Regions from separate parts of the Gossypium hirsutum genome. Here region 1 is linked to region 2. The links are chromatin contacts, called in public Hi-C maps. All regions are on one chromosome and are shown on one strand. The core of a region is the stretch at or near the end of the contact, and the rest is flanking DNA. Distances in the headings are between cores, read along the strand shown.

Region 1 (7,410 bases), core at 3,348-5,847, 190 kb after region 2:
TTAGTCTTGTATATCTTGAATGTTTGAGCTACCAATAACTCGGAGAATTACCTGGGACTCCCTACTATAGTAAGGCTTAAGAGGTCAGAGGCTTTTTGAGGTTTGAAGGACTGAATGTGGGCTAGTGTTAACAATTGAATGTTTGTTTGTTGTCTCACAGAGGTAAGGAAATTTTTATTAAATCGATTCTACAAGCAATACCTACATATACTATGTCATGTTTTTTGTTACCATCAAGCCTTTGTAAATATCTGGAAAGCATTATTGGTAATTTTTTGTGGCACCATTCACAATCTAGGTGTGGTATTCATTGGTGCAATTGGCTTGATATGTTCAAATTAAAGGAGGATGGAGGTATGGGCTTTCATGACTTGGGGAAATTTAATATTACGTTACTGGTTCGACAAGGTTGGCATTTATTAACGCGACTAGATTTAATAGTGTCAGGGATACTAAAAGCAAAATATTTCCCAACGAAGGATTTCATGAGATCAAGGCTAGGTGCTTACCCATCACTTACTTAGCGGAGCATTTGGAGTGCACAACAATTGTTAGAAATGGGAATGGGGTGGTAGATTGGCATGGGTGAAGTAGTCTCAATTTGGCTTAGATGGTTGTGTTGGAAAAATCCTGTTCAAAAAACGACTTTCTGTCACAATGAAAAATTAAAATTTTGAAAACCAAGCTGGTTTGTGATATTTATAATAATAAACTTTTTCCTGGAAATACATTTGCTTTGTGCAAAATGGATCCTAGACGTCCCTAGATTTCAACTGAACAACCTTCTCCGCGATTCTCGTACCACAAATTGCTTCGATTATGGGCTCGAACAATTACGAACCAAACACATAACCAAAAATGATTTATTACTTCTCTCTCAATATAAACCGACAGAATTGTTATTCCAAGAAAATAAAATTTATACTTGAAAAATAAAATTTCTCTACTTTCAGGTTAAACTAGAAGAGGGGGCGGCACACCTTAGATAAATACACTAGGGTTATTGCCCCTCATATTATATCCCCTAATATGTAATATGAGGGGATTTGTGCCTCTCTTGTATTGAATCCAATTATATATGCTTTCTAGACTTTTAACCCAAGATTTTATAATTTAATCCAATCCAATACATGTTTTTCTATTTCTTAAAATAAATATTATTTATTTAATTTAAATTAATTTAAATTAATTTTTCAATTAAATAATTTTTCAACCTAATTTTAATTCTGTAAAGGCACGACAACTTTACTGTAAAAGAATCTATGAGAAAATATATTTAATTTTCATATTTACTAATTTATTTTATTTTATTTTTGAAATTAAATTATTTAATTAAATAATAATTTAAAAAACTTAAATTAATTCTCAAGTCATTTCTATACTCAGTGAAAAAACACATTCATTTGCGAATGTGACTCATTTCTCTAAATGTATCATTTCTATCAATTTCTATTCATTTGGTTCTTTATGCAATTGATTTTTGGTTTCAACGATCTAGCGGAGGGACCAATTGGACATATGTAATTAGGGCTCAAAGATTTTATAATTAAGTTTCAGCTTTTCATCTATTAATTATAAACTTATTTAGTCACGAAGTCATTCCACTATAGTATCGTGACTGAGCTCTCTCTTATTACATTCCATAACAAAAGCTACTCAATTAGTGCTCGTCTAGTGACCTTCTCATAAGTTTGTTACCCTTATAGGATATCCTTAATTTCTTGGGGATAAATCCGTTCTCCTAATATGATTCTATTTTATTTCATAGTAACTAATACATCTTCTTTCATGAAAAGTTAATAACTATCAAATAGTAATCAAGTCATTTACCACAAAGACAAATAAACCGTGACCACATTTACTTTTAATATATCATGTAATGTCGATGAGAGGATATCATTTACCTATTTTTTGGGCTATGAATTTCACTACAATAAATGATGCTACATATTGCATAAGTTGTATACTCAACACATCAACTTTCATTTTCTTATTTATTTGAACTCAAACTTTTACTTACATCAAAGTATACGAGTCACTCATACATAGTTCAACATCCACTAAGGATTAATGTATGTCACACTATGAACGTCACAAATGAATAAATCCATAAAGAGATACATGATCTATTCTACTTGGGTCATTTCCGATATATTATCAGTCTAGTCAATCACATCTATATCTCTATCTTCTGAGAATCATTCGCTCCAATACTCAAGATAAAGTATCTCCTCAATTGGACTTGATAGACGACACATTAGTCTTTCAATTAATTTGTTTATTTTCGTTTATGAGACAAATATTAGAACAAATATACATTGGGTGTCTAATTTGATTAATGCACGGAACAAAACTTGGGATGAGCAGTTTGTTAACTTAGGATTTACCTCTAATGAAACTCGTTAAATTCTGTGTTCCCCTATCAATTACGGTGAGCTAGGATACGTATGCTTGATTGAGGGGAGCAAACTTGAGAATACACAGTACGAGCGGCTATAAGCTTTTGGTAGCAAAGGGACTTGAGGAAAGAATCATCACTAGGTATTCGCAGAATTACAAAGAATTTTACTGTAAAATTTGGAAAGTTCCGTGTCCGTTGGAACTGAAAATTATGTTGTGGAGACTTTTTAAGAATTTGTGCCTACAATGTGTAATTTATACAATAGATGTGTGGAAACTTCCCTCATCTGCCCATTTTGTAATGCTGCGATGGAAACAATAGTGCATGCGATAACAAGTTGTGATCTAGCAAGAAGGGTCAGGGTAGCGTTCAACATTGTCTAGTATACCTCGTAATAAAGTGTGGATTTTCATGACCAATTAGCTCGCTTAGTGAAACAAAGTAATATGAATGAATGCAAAACGATTATCACTATTTACTGGGCTCTGTGGCCTGCAAGGAACAAATGGGTGCATGAACGAAAGAAAGAGACAATTCATGGAATTTCGGGGTTTATTCGGTCCTATATTACTGAGACAAAAAGTGTTGTAAGAGCCATACCTGAGCCACGAGATGGTTATACAAACGAATGAGAGCCACCTGAGGTTAATATGGTCAAGGTGAACTTTGATGTGGGCTTCAGAGCCGCTTCTAATACATCCAGCACAAAGGTGATTGCGGGAGAAAATAGTGGAATGATTTTGAGAGCTTTTGTTCATACAAGTTGCTTCGTTCCCCTTGTCTTTGCCGTTGAAGCCATTGCATGTGTGAAGGCCCTGCAATTTGCAAAAGATATGGGGTTTCAGCGCTTGGGCTTGGAGGGTGACTCTCGGATGGTAATCAAATGGATATCTAACAGCGTGGATCATTCTAGTGTAACTGCTTATATTAATGATACAAGGTCTCTCAACTCCCAATTCTTAGTTTGTAAAGTCAAACATACTTTAAGGGATGGTAATCGGGCGGCGCACCAGCTGGCTAAGGAAGCGTTTGACAGGGAAGAAAGCTTATTTTGGGTGGAGGCGGCTCTGGCAAAGGTACCTGAGATTTGAGTGGCGGATCGATGATAGACTAACTCATTAGACTAGATGCAGGATTAGGTTGAGATGAGGGGTGAAGTGGGAGTATTAGCTCATGGGACGCTGTTGGCTGCACTCCGATGGAACTATATTGAACTTAGCCGGCATTATTTTATTTGGATTTTCACTATTTTGCATGTGAGGGGATTTCCTTTTATAGCTTTTGGAGAAGGGGGTATTTAGTCTATTGGTTTTCTACTGAAATGTGCAGGTGTGAATGATGCACAGCTGTACACATCCTTTTAATGAAACTTTTATAATTAGAAAAAAAGGAATTAATAATATAATTATTACATTAAATATTTGGTTAAGAAATTAATAATAAAATTATTATTCTTCCATCAAAATGATAATGTTAAAGATTAGATATTTTGATTCCATTTTGATTCATGCTTTTATTGATATTTAATAAGTTTCAATTTAAAACAATCTCTTACTTTATTCCTTAAATCACAAACTTTTTTATGTAACAAAAACAATTTTATTAAAATCTTGTTTTTGGTATGTAAACTAATTAGTATTAATTTAATATGTAATCAATAAATATAAAAAAAGTTGATTAATAAATTTAACGGAAGGAACATATTCCTATAATGGAACTGTTAATAGAGATAGAATACCCAAATAACCTTAACAAACATTCCTATCCTCAAATGTAAGATATTTTCGTTTCTCCCAAAATCACAAGATTTTCTCATATGGAATGTGTGAGAAATAAATGCAAACATTTAATTGTAATGAGAAGAAGAAAAAGTGGAGCCGCCCAAAACAAAATTCACCCAATCACTACACCAAAGGCCAATTGGTTTTCACTGTGTCCAACCCACCAAAGGCAAAGTTTCTGGTCTCATAGGATAAAAAAATATTCAGCCTGATCTAAGGGGAATAATTATTCTATTCCCCTGTTATAATTATTTTTTCTTTATGAAGAATAAATCAAACGGCTGAGAATGTTCCATCATCTTTGACCTTCGCAGAAGCTTTCTTTTTTGCTGGGATTCTACCAGTGGACTCCAACTGTTTGACACGTGTCTGTTCTTTTCCATATGCGTTGCTGTTCTCATGTCCTTGGTAGCAAAAAAGAGAACACTTAACATCTCCCCGCTCCCTACGGTAACGCAACTGAACAGTGAAGAGCGTAGTTCCAATAAAACCCTATCCTACCATCCACTCACAAATCACCACGTAATCCGGGAACCCTTGTTGGGTCAAACGTGGCGTTATCATATTGGTTGAAGCACTGTTTCTCTGTACTTTCGAGTTCGGAAAGTTATAAGGAAAAACAGAACCGCCTCCAGTCACAGAAGTTTCTTTGTAAATTGTAAGGAAAGAAACCCATAGTTTTGGGTTTTATTATTATTTTATTATTTTAATTTTGTTTCTCCATCTCTCTTTCGTAGAGAAAACAGAGCTAAAACCCAGAAGAATCAAAGAAAGAGTGGGGGAGGAAAGCAAAAAACTGAGAAAGGCGCACGCTTGAAGGGAGTCAAATAAAAGAGAAACGGAAGATAACAGAATAGGCGTTGATAGACCGTAGAATCTAAGAATCACACATAAAAGTTTTGGTGGGGTTTTATGTTTTTTTTCCCCTTCAATTTTCTGTTTCACTTTTTTAAATGAATCCCCTTCCTTAACTACACTTCTTGCGTGTTTCCTGCGGTCTATCTACTCTTAATCTGTGTCTTCACTCACTCTTTTTTCTTCTCTCTGTTTTTTTTTCTGAATCTTTATAAAAACTATTGCTTTCTTGCTCTTCTTTCTGGGTTTTTTTTTATAATTCTTCTTGCTCTTGGTTCTTTTCCCTTTTTTTGTTTTTTTTAAGTGGGATATCCGAGTTCTGGGCAATTTATTGATGGAGGAAGAAGGTAGGGTTTCTGGTGGCAATGGGTCATCTTACTGGCTGGATGCTTGTGAGGACATATCATGCGACTTGATTAGCGATTTTGTTGATTTCGATGCTCCTATAGTTCAAGACTCCGTTGACAATACTTCCAATCAAGATTTCTTTGGAGGAATTGATCACATTCTCGATAGCTTCAAGAACGGCGCGGGACTTCCTCCGGTGGGAAGTAACGGTGATAGCTCTGTCGTCAATGGAAATGGAATTCACGACCCCGTTGCTGGAGATGGATGGTCTCCCAATGAGCTCTCTGGGGTTTCCAAGGATTTACCTGACAACTCAGTTCCGCCATCTAATGGAGTTGAAAAAAAGATTGGAAGCAAAGGGCAGGAAAAAAGCTGCGATGATAGTAATTCCAGTTTATTTGATTATTCTAATAAGGATAATGGAGTTCATCGAGACGATAAAAGGTCATCCGAGTCGAGAGATAGGGGTTTAGATAGTGAAGAGAGGTGTAGCAAGAGGGCTCGTGCGAATGGCTGCAAGAGTGATAGGCAGTATTCTAGTAGAGGTCAATATTATCCCCGGGATAGGGAGAGATGTTCTGCTAGGAAAAGGGTTCGAGATTGGGATGAAATTGATCGGAGAGATAGAGAGCATGTTAGGAGAAGAGAACATTATTATGGTGGCAATAGGAGGGATGGGAGAGAGAGAGAACCAAGGGGTTATTGGGAGAGGGATCGGTCAGGGTCCAATGAGATGGTTTTTAGGCTGGGTACTTGGGAAGCAGATCGGCAAAGAGAAGGGAAGGTGGCTAATGACAAAACTCCCGAGTGCAATGGAAAGATGGAGAAGAAAGTTGAGCAGCCGAAGGAAAAACTCTTGGAGGAGCAAGCTCGTCAATATCAATTGGATGTTCTTGAGCAGGCAAAAAGGAAAAACACAATTGCATTCCTTGAAACCGGGGCAGGGAAGACCCTCATTGCTGTTCTCCTCATGAAAAGTATTTCTGATGATTTACAAAAGCACAACAGAAAAATGCTCTCTGTCTTTTTGGTTCCTAAAGTTCCACTAGTTTATCAGGTAGTCAAATTTATAGAATGTCAGTGTTCTTTTAAGATTTGATTGGTTCTGTTGTTTCCAGGTTCAGTTTATTATTATTTTTTATTTTCCATTTTCAGCAAGCTGAAGTTATTCGCGAGAGAACTGGTTTCCAAGTCGGTCATTATTGTGGGGAGATGGGTCAAGATTTTTGGGATGCTCGTAGGTGGCAGCGCGAGTTTGAATCAAAACAGGTAGCTTCTCAATTTCCTTTTGTGAAAATTCCTGCTTTACTGTCATTTGAGCTTTTCTAATGTTCCAAGTAATTTCCTTATTGTAATGCTAGTCGGCACTAAAGCACAATGCGGTACGGTACTTTAGTAATTTTAAGATATGACATTATAATGAGCGATACAAAAGTGTTTCTGTATCCAGTCTTTGGTAACACTTTTAGTAAACTCAGCTTTACCTAGTTAGTTTGCTCGTAAATTACTTAGGATAGATTTTTGAACCAATGTCCTTTTGCTCAATTTTGTTGAAGGAACGGGATGATGTTGATATAGCTTTCAAATTCTAGCAAGATCCTTAAATGTCTACTTGCCAGAACTGGGATTTAGTTGAAATATCAGTGATCCACCCTTTGTCATGTCCTAAAAGGAAAAGAGGGAAAGCATAACAAAGCTTTAAATTGAAATATGGTTCTCGACCATTAGCAAGATCCTTATATGCCTAATCTATAGAGTCGGAACTGAGTGGAGCTATTAATATTGGTATACCTTTATCACATTCAGCACCCTTTATTTCTTTTTTACTCTTTTAACAAGGTATTATGAGCTGATAAATTCTTGTCTATCTGTATGTAATTGAACAATCTTTAGTAGGCTGTCTAGCATAGATATCCTCAAATGGTTGTATCTTTTTGAGTCTTTGGTAGCTGTTCATTTGCATATATGACTCTTGTCTATATGTCCATAAGATTCGCTCATTTGATGTCTTTCTTGCAGGTTTTG
Region 2 (7,570 bases), core at 2,837-5,336:
AGTGCGGCATGCATAGATCCTATAATGGTGCTACATGCATAGATAGTGTTACCATTAACATATATGCACACACATAAACATACGCACATAGTATTTTACATCTCTCAAACTGATGAAACGATGAATATAAACCAAAATATCGATTACCTTGAGGAACTTAGCGAACTATACACTAGAACAGTCTTTAGTCTCCTTAAAATGAAATCTTATAGTATTACTTATTCAGATAGTTACTATGAAAAAAAATTATAGTATTATTTATACTAATTCAATATTTGCACTGCATGTCAATAGAGAAAATTAGATATCATAATTATTTGCATATGCTCCATAATCCGTCATTGTAAAGTTCAGAAATTTATGCTTCTATAAGTAGACCATGTGCAGCAAGGAGATTGCTAAGAAAGTGTGTCCTCACAGTATTCTGCTTCATTTACCATTGATTTGTTACAGTTTAAATGAGCATTCACGCCATAAATCAATCCAAAACGCGTATATACATGTTCATGGTGAATATACATTTCCAGCATTCTATGTCTATATACTGTACTGTCAAAGTGGTTATTTCATGAAGATGTTCAATTAGTCAAGTCAATGAATGGTTCATAATCTCAGAAAAGGAAAAAAATAAAAATCAGAACAATACATGTACAGTTATAGATCAAAACTAGATTGATTTCCATGAAGGATGAGCATTTGCTGTATAGATGCACCAAAAACCAGTCAAACTACTCACTAAAGGCTAAACCAAACATCAACTCTTCTAATAGAGCAGTGACCATATACAGTAAATCGAGTAGATGCCCTTTACAAAGTTAGAGAAATAAATATATCAAAGTGGAAATGCATTTCTCTTGTATGGATCTTTAAATGACATTGATGCCAGCAAGGTTATAATCTGTATTCATGAATGCAATTAAACTAATAAACTATAGAAGGACGAGGCTGAATTCAGTGCATTTTAATGCTTTACTACTGTTTAGTCAATTCTGAAGCCGTATCACTCAGTACATACCAATTACCAATTCAGCATGCGTATATTATATAGCTACATAATCAGTTATTCTCCAAGTGTTACTTGTGGGTCTGAATGCTTAAAAATGCTGATACAATCATCCCAAATGTATATTTAGCCTTTGAAGAGCTATATTTAGGGTGGGTTTAGACCAGCAGCGCTGTGTGTTTAACTTACTTTTTGTCTTACGCTATAGTATCTAATTTTATTACCACAGCTATTTTTACACTAATCGCAAGTAAATGTAACGCCTATCTAAACCCACTCTTAATGTCATATTACTATGTTAATTAAAATTTCCTAGTAACCTGGAGTACCTGATGCTGCAAATCAATGTTTTCTCGTCCCTCATTTCTGGGGAAATCTGTAATTATGTACTAGTTAAAATGGGAATTTTACCAATAAGAACCTATGTAAAAGATTGCGTTCCCATATAAGTAATTTAACCATACATAAAGGCTCTTTAGCCTGGAGCTTTAATTAATACCGTATTAAATGCACTGACAATATTTGATGCCAATATATATATTATATAATATGAAATCTTACAAGTATTGGATGAAGTCCAGTCTCAATAGACCCATCAGTTGGGGGAATCTGAACCCTCTTTTAACACAAGAGAACTTTTTTGTGTGTAGCAGTCCAGACAAGATCATCTGATCATGGCTGTAAAGGGAAGGTATACACGAATTACCAAGAAGTCAAGGAAATTTCTAACTGGCAAACAAATGGGAAGTGTGGTGATATACATATATATGTAGGAAAATTTTCAAAAATTATCAATAAGAATACAGATAATACCTTTTCCAGTGCTGCAACTTTTCTGTGCATTACCTGCAATGCCTGCACCTTAGTTGTTCAGCAGCAACAAGCCAAGTAAATATACATACTATTAGCCTAACATGGAGTAACGAAAGAGATAGGAGAAAATGGAAATTAAATAAAGTTCTTTTTTTAAGGCTATATATATACACATACAACATCTACAAGGCATTACCAGTCAGGGTTAAGGAAGGGAGAGAGAGTATACAGATGATCATAAGATAACTAAACAAGAGAGCAACAAATAATATATACATATATAAGTGTATATATATATATCAAACAAACTGGGGCAAATCCGGGGATGCAGATTGGAAAGGCCAGGGCCTAGTAATGGAAAAATATAAAATAATAAACAAGTTGGGAATATGCTGATATATCTGTATAGGTGTTATACACAATTTTCAACTCCATATTTTGCACCTTTCATCTTTAGCTCTTCACAGATCCCAAACCTCAACTAACTCATGTACTAACACAATATTTAAAAAGAAAAAAAAAGAACTTGGATTGCTAAAAAAAAACTTATCTTCAATATCTTTTCAACCCTCTTTCCTAAATCCAGTACTGCCTGTCGCAAGTTTGATGGCAAAGCAAGAAAAAAAGAGAAAATGGAACCCTTCACTCACTGTGATTTGCTCATCATCGATCATAGATCCAAATCAAAGGACAAGGAAGATTTTCCCTTCTTTGAATATTCAGCTTGCATTCTGGAGAGTGGGAATGGGGTGTTATTATTGGACAATCTTGATTGGAGAGAAGAGGAAGGGAAATAAGGAGAATCATGATCAGAAACTATTGTGGCATGAGGAGAACTCGAGGAAGATTCATCTGTTGTAGGAGTAGGACACTCCATGTTCACCCCAAACAACCTTAGTCTTTTAGCCGCCGTTTTATTACCCTGAACAACTGGTACTGACTCGATCACCATTGGCTCCACTCTTCCTTCTTGCATTGCCCCAATTTGCTGAGGTTGGTGGTGATGATGATGATGGTATGACCCAGATGATGATGACCTCAGATAGTACTGCGACTGCGCCACATTACCGTAAGTAATTGCCTGATGCTGCTGCTGCTGTAGCTGTTGATGCTGCTGTCGTTGATGATGATGGTTATAAGGATATATGCTGTAATTCAAGCGATGCAAAGGCTCATAGCTTTGAGGCAGCGAGTAGATTCCACCCCCCCATCGGACTGACTGAGGAAAGTTGAACTGATTTTGCATCTGAAAATGTGCAAAGGACGTTGGATTGGGTGCATTAGGCCTCCGCCTCCAATCAATGTACAACCGGTGTTTCCCGGACTCCCCAACACCCCGTTGAAACGACACGATGTCACCCGCATCAAGCTTCTTCTCCTTGACGAAACGGCTCCAGCCTTTGGTCATCACATAACTCTGGCTGCTATTCCAGTATGAGTACCGGAACCGCCAAGACTTGCCGTTCCGATCTTCAAAATTCAACAACAACCCTTTCTCATTCGATGAAGAGTCGAGAGGGAAGTACTTCTCCGCATGTTGCTTCGGTATTACCAGGCGGTTCAGCTTGCCTACATCACTTGGTGTTACAACTTTATCAAACATATATTCTTTCTCAATACACCTACTACTTCCAGTATTTGATTCTTCAATGTTATTGCAGCTCCCAAGTGACAAGTCCATCATCTCAAGTTCCTTGTCACAAATTGATAGCAGAAGAAGAGGATGAAACTGGCAACTTGCTGGGAATTTCTCTTATCACTTCCTCTCCTTAATTATTAGAATACCCAAGTTCATAATGATGACCCACATCCACCACCAAAATTTACCTTTTTTTTTCTTCTTCTTCTTTTAATCACACTAGAACCAGATGATATGAACCATAAGCTTGATTGCAAAATGGTGGTTGGGCAGGAAAGGAAAGGAAAAGAAAAGAAAATTAGAAAGCCAAAAGGTGGGTCTAAAGGAAATAAAACTAAAACAAGACCTGGCTTACAAATACTGATTTCTTGGAAGGTATGATTTTCTTTCTTCTAAATCCTTGAAGACCGAAGGAAGCAAAAGACAGGTCCTCTCAGTACAAAAAACAACCGAGGGTCGGTGCCTTCATCTTTGACCCAGAAACAAAACACACCCACACTGAAAGAAAAAAAGAACCCTAGCGAGACAAATTAAAGCCATGGGAGAATCAACAGCAAAGAGTTGTGTGCTCGTGGTTGACCTAAGCTTTTTTTTTCTTCTTTTTTCTTTTGCTGACTCCCCCTAAGCTTCATTTTATGTAAATATTTACCACATTTCCCTATTTCTATTTCCGTTTTTGGTTCATAAAAGAGAGTGTAGTAACTAGTAAATTAAATTATTACCGTATTAAAAGAGAGCGTAGTACAATGATTACATGGAATTACTTCACATACATATTATTTTCATATTGAAATTAAGGGGGGTTTTTTTTTTTATGCGGGCTTCATCATCAAATAATTTTGTTAAATTATGAACTTGAGTTCACATCTAAAGTTTAAAATTTTACTTTGCTGATCTAATAACTGAATCATCTAACATTCTTAAAATAAGAAAGATTTGATCAGATGTAAAGGGTAGGCAAAGGGATTGTTCCCAAAATGATTTTATTTAAAAATTATAAAATGTAAGAATTTATAATTCAATTTTGATATTTTATTTGTCTGTGTTGTAAATTGAAATAAGCAAATAAAGGAATTTGAGTTTATAGTTGCATGGTATTAGCAATTAAAGTTTAATTATTAAACTAAAAAGAAAGCAAAAATGTGAAATTTTAGATGCGCCAAGGATTGAGGTTTTAAGGCAAGAGTTTGATTACAGTTGCACAACAATAGTAATATTAAAAGAGATTTGGGGTAAATACATACTGCAAAGGCAGGGGGCCCATGAATGATAAGGTTCGACTCATGTGAGCTTGTACTTTTCATAAATTTTGGTTTTATATTTTTTCCATTATCCTCTCTGCAAAATGACCCAAATCACCAGTTGGTGTGATGATATTTTTTTAAGTCTCAAAATCAGGATTGTAATGATAAAAGTTAGCCTAGGAATGTCATTTCCCATTTGATCCGTCATTATTATGACTTATTATTGTGGATGCTGTTTGGCATTGTTTACTTTTAAATAATATCATCCCAGCCAGTTAGAAAGAGAGCATGTTTGAGTTAGGTATCAATAAGTTTTTGACTTTTGGTCATTCATTGTGTGCTGCTGCTGCTCCTGCAAAAGGAAGGGGAAAAACAGTTTTACCACCATGTTTACATTCAATTTTTATACTTATCAATTACAAATATCTTGCCTACAACCATAAACTTTTCTTTTGGAATATCAAATTTAGGATCGAATCCAACCCAATTCACTTACCCTTGTATATTTATTAATGATATTACGTTTAACGTTTATATATATATATATATATATATTGTTAATTTAGTTTTTATTCTTTTTTTAACTAATTTTAGTTTTAACCTTTTTTAAAAAATTAATTGTAACTATCAATCTTTTGAAAAGAGTCAAATTCATATTCTTATAATAGGAATACAAATTAAAATGTTAAATTTTTAAAAATGGCAACCAACATTATAATCCACATTTACTTCATGCTTTTTCTTTTGAATTTTTATGAGATTTTTATTTTTATTTTTTAATATTTTTTAATTTTTAAATTATCTGTTGATCTAACATATAAGACAATAGCGTCATGTAGGTTGCCATTCCTACGTTGTTAAAAAAATTAATGTTTTAATTAGTATTTTTGTGAAAGAAAAGTAAGTTAACTCTTCTTCAAAGGTCGGTGAAATTTAACTTAAAAAATATTAATGACCAAATTGTTAGAAAATGTAGACATTATGCACTAAATGTCCTTTAATTTTGTGATATTTTAAGCTTTAATAAGATGTTGTTTAATAGAACTAAAAAATTTAAATGTCAAAAAATTAAGTATTGCGTTTAATTTGTAAAAAATGTTAGATAAACTTTTTTTTTTAAAATCAAGCACCGAATATGATTAGCTTGTTGGATGAATGTAATTTTAAAGGTAAAATAATTAAAGGGTAATGTTAAAAAATGAAATATTAGCTCCTTATCTGCCTATCATTTTTCACATTTTCATTAAAAAATTCTATTTATTAGGGATGTATTTAAAAGAAAAATTAAACCACTAAAGATATTAATTTTTGATTATTTGATTTTTTTAATGGATAATCAAACCATGCCTAAATATCAATATCATCCTTATTCTATCTCTCATTCTTCAATTAATAGATAGATTAATCTAACATAAATATATTAAAATCTATATGGTCCAAATTATATATATATGCTAAATACAACAAGTGGCATCTGTTTTTTGCATTTAATTTATATAATTTTTTAAAGATAATTAAATAAATAATACAGATACATATTATTCAAAAATAAATTATCGTATATTTTATTAAAAAGAAGTGCGACGTATACTATTCAAAAAGAACGTAACTCCTCATATAAGTAAATTTAACAAATAGTAAAATTACATAATATAGATAAAAATTAATTAATTGTTACAATTTTAAAATATGAACAAAGTTTATTACATTCAGTGGGACAAAGGTAAATATAATATTTATTTATTTATTTCAGGTAATGATATTACCATGTGTAAACATTTCTCTTATATGCATGCAAATTGTTCGTAAACTTTTGATTTTGTGTTTTTTGTTTTTTTAAACCTGCCTCTGTCTCCATCTAAGACGGCAAATGCATTTAAGCATTTCAATTGAAAAAAGGAGGATTTGGACCATACTGCAACTATACATTGTGTACTAATGCTAAATATTTAAATGTTGTTTGATACTATTAATGCGTCAACTATTATATAAGCTGTAGGGTGTTAAAGTATGTACCATCTAAAACTAAAGCTAATGCTACAACTTGGATATTTATGTAAATTTTGAAGTGGTTGACTTAGTTCACATGTCCAATCATACCTTTTATTTTATACATTATTCCCACCATATTTTTTATGTCATTAACCCATAATTTTAGTAATTCTTTTACTCTCAATCTCAAAATTTCTAAACAAAAAATATAAATAATAATACTAAATAATTTTAAAATAAAAATTGATCAATTTAAATTTAACTGTTGTTGAATTCATCATTTCATGTTTTATTTATTAATTTAGCATTATTATTCAATTATAAATATTAATTTATCAAAACTCACCAGCTACCACGTTTTCTAAGTGTGCTAATGCTCACGTATGTAACTTTCAACCAACAGTGTTAGATTTTTTTAAAAGTAAACTAATTAATGTTAGATTTTTTAGTACTTGTAATTTGTAATTTTTATGAATTTTATATTTTCAAACATATAATATTTTTTTAAAAATAATCTAAAATAAGGTTTCTCTATACGTTTTTTTTAAAAATATTTTTAAAATTTAAAATATGATTTTAAAATTTCTTAAACTATTTTATATTTAAGGCTCAAGAAAAAATAAAGAAACAGTTTTGAATACAATAAAAACAATTTATAAAACATTTTGTGCATTTTAAAAGTTTCAGAAATTTGAAACATTATTTTAAAATAATTTTACAAGTTTTATTAAAATATTATTTATAATTTTTTAATAAAAAATTTTAAACAGCTAAATAAAAAATAACTATCAAATTTTGAATAATTTACATGAGTTTAAAGCATTTTTTTTTGTGATTGTGATTATTAAATATTTTTTATTTTTATCTAACAATAATAAT

Evidence for each region. Hi-C and Micro-C count contacts between places; a contact is called where the count stands out from the background.
Region 1: a contact with region 2 is called in a Hi-C map of leaf, with 2.3 times the contacts expected there. The contact joins the promoter of LOC107954417 here to the promoter of LOC107954416 in region 2. A contact is called at or near these places in 5 of 34 Hi-C or Micro-C datasets (hypocotyl, leaf, petal and 1 more).

Annotation. Positions count from the first base shown.
Region 1 is chrD07:21,952,102-21,959,511 of Gossypium_hirsutum_v2.1, forward strand. LOC107954417 (endoribonuclease Dicer homolog 1) reads left to right here and starts at 4,598. Exons shown (of 21, transcript XM_016889963.2): 1 at 4,598-4,840; 2 at 4,920-6,442; 3 at 6,541-6,654; 4 at 7,405-7,410. The coding sequence starts at 5,372.
Region 2 is chrD07:21,762,091-21,769,660 of Gossypium_hirsutum_v2.1, forward strand. It overlaps LOC107954416 (B3 domain-containing transcription factor NGA1), which reads right to left and starts at 4,087. Exons shown (of 4, transcript XR_005915789.1): 1 at 2,467-4,087; 2 at 1,817-1,858; 3 at 1,565-1,681; 4 at 1-1,379.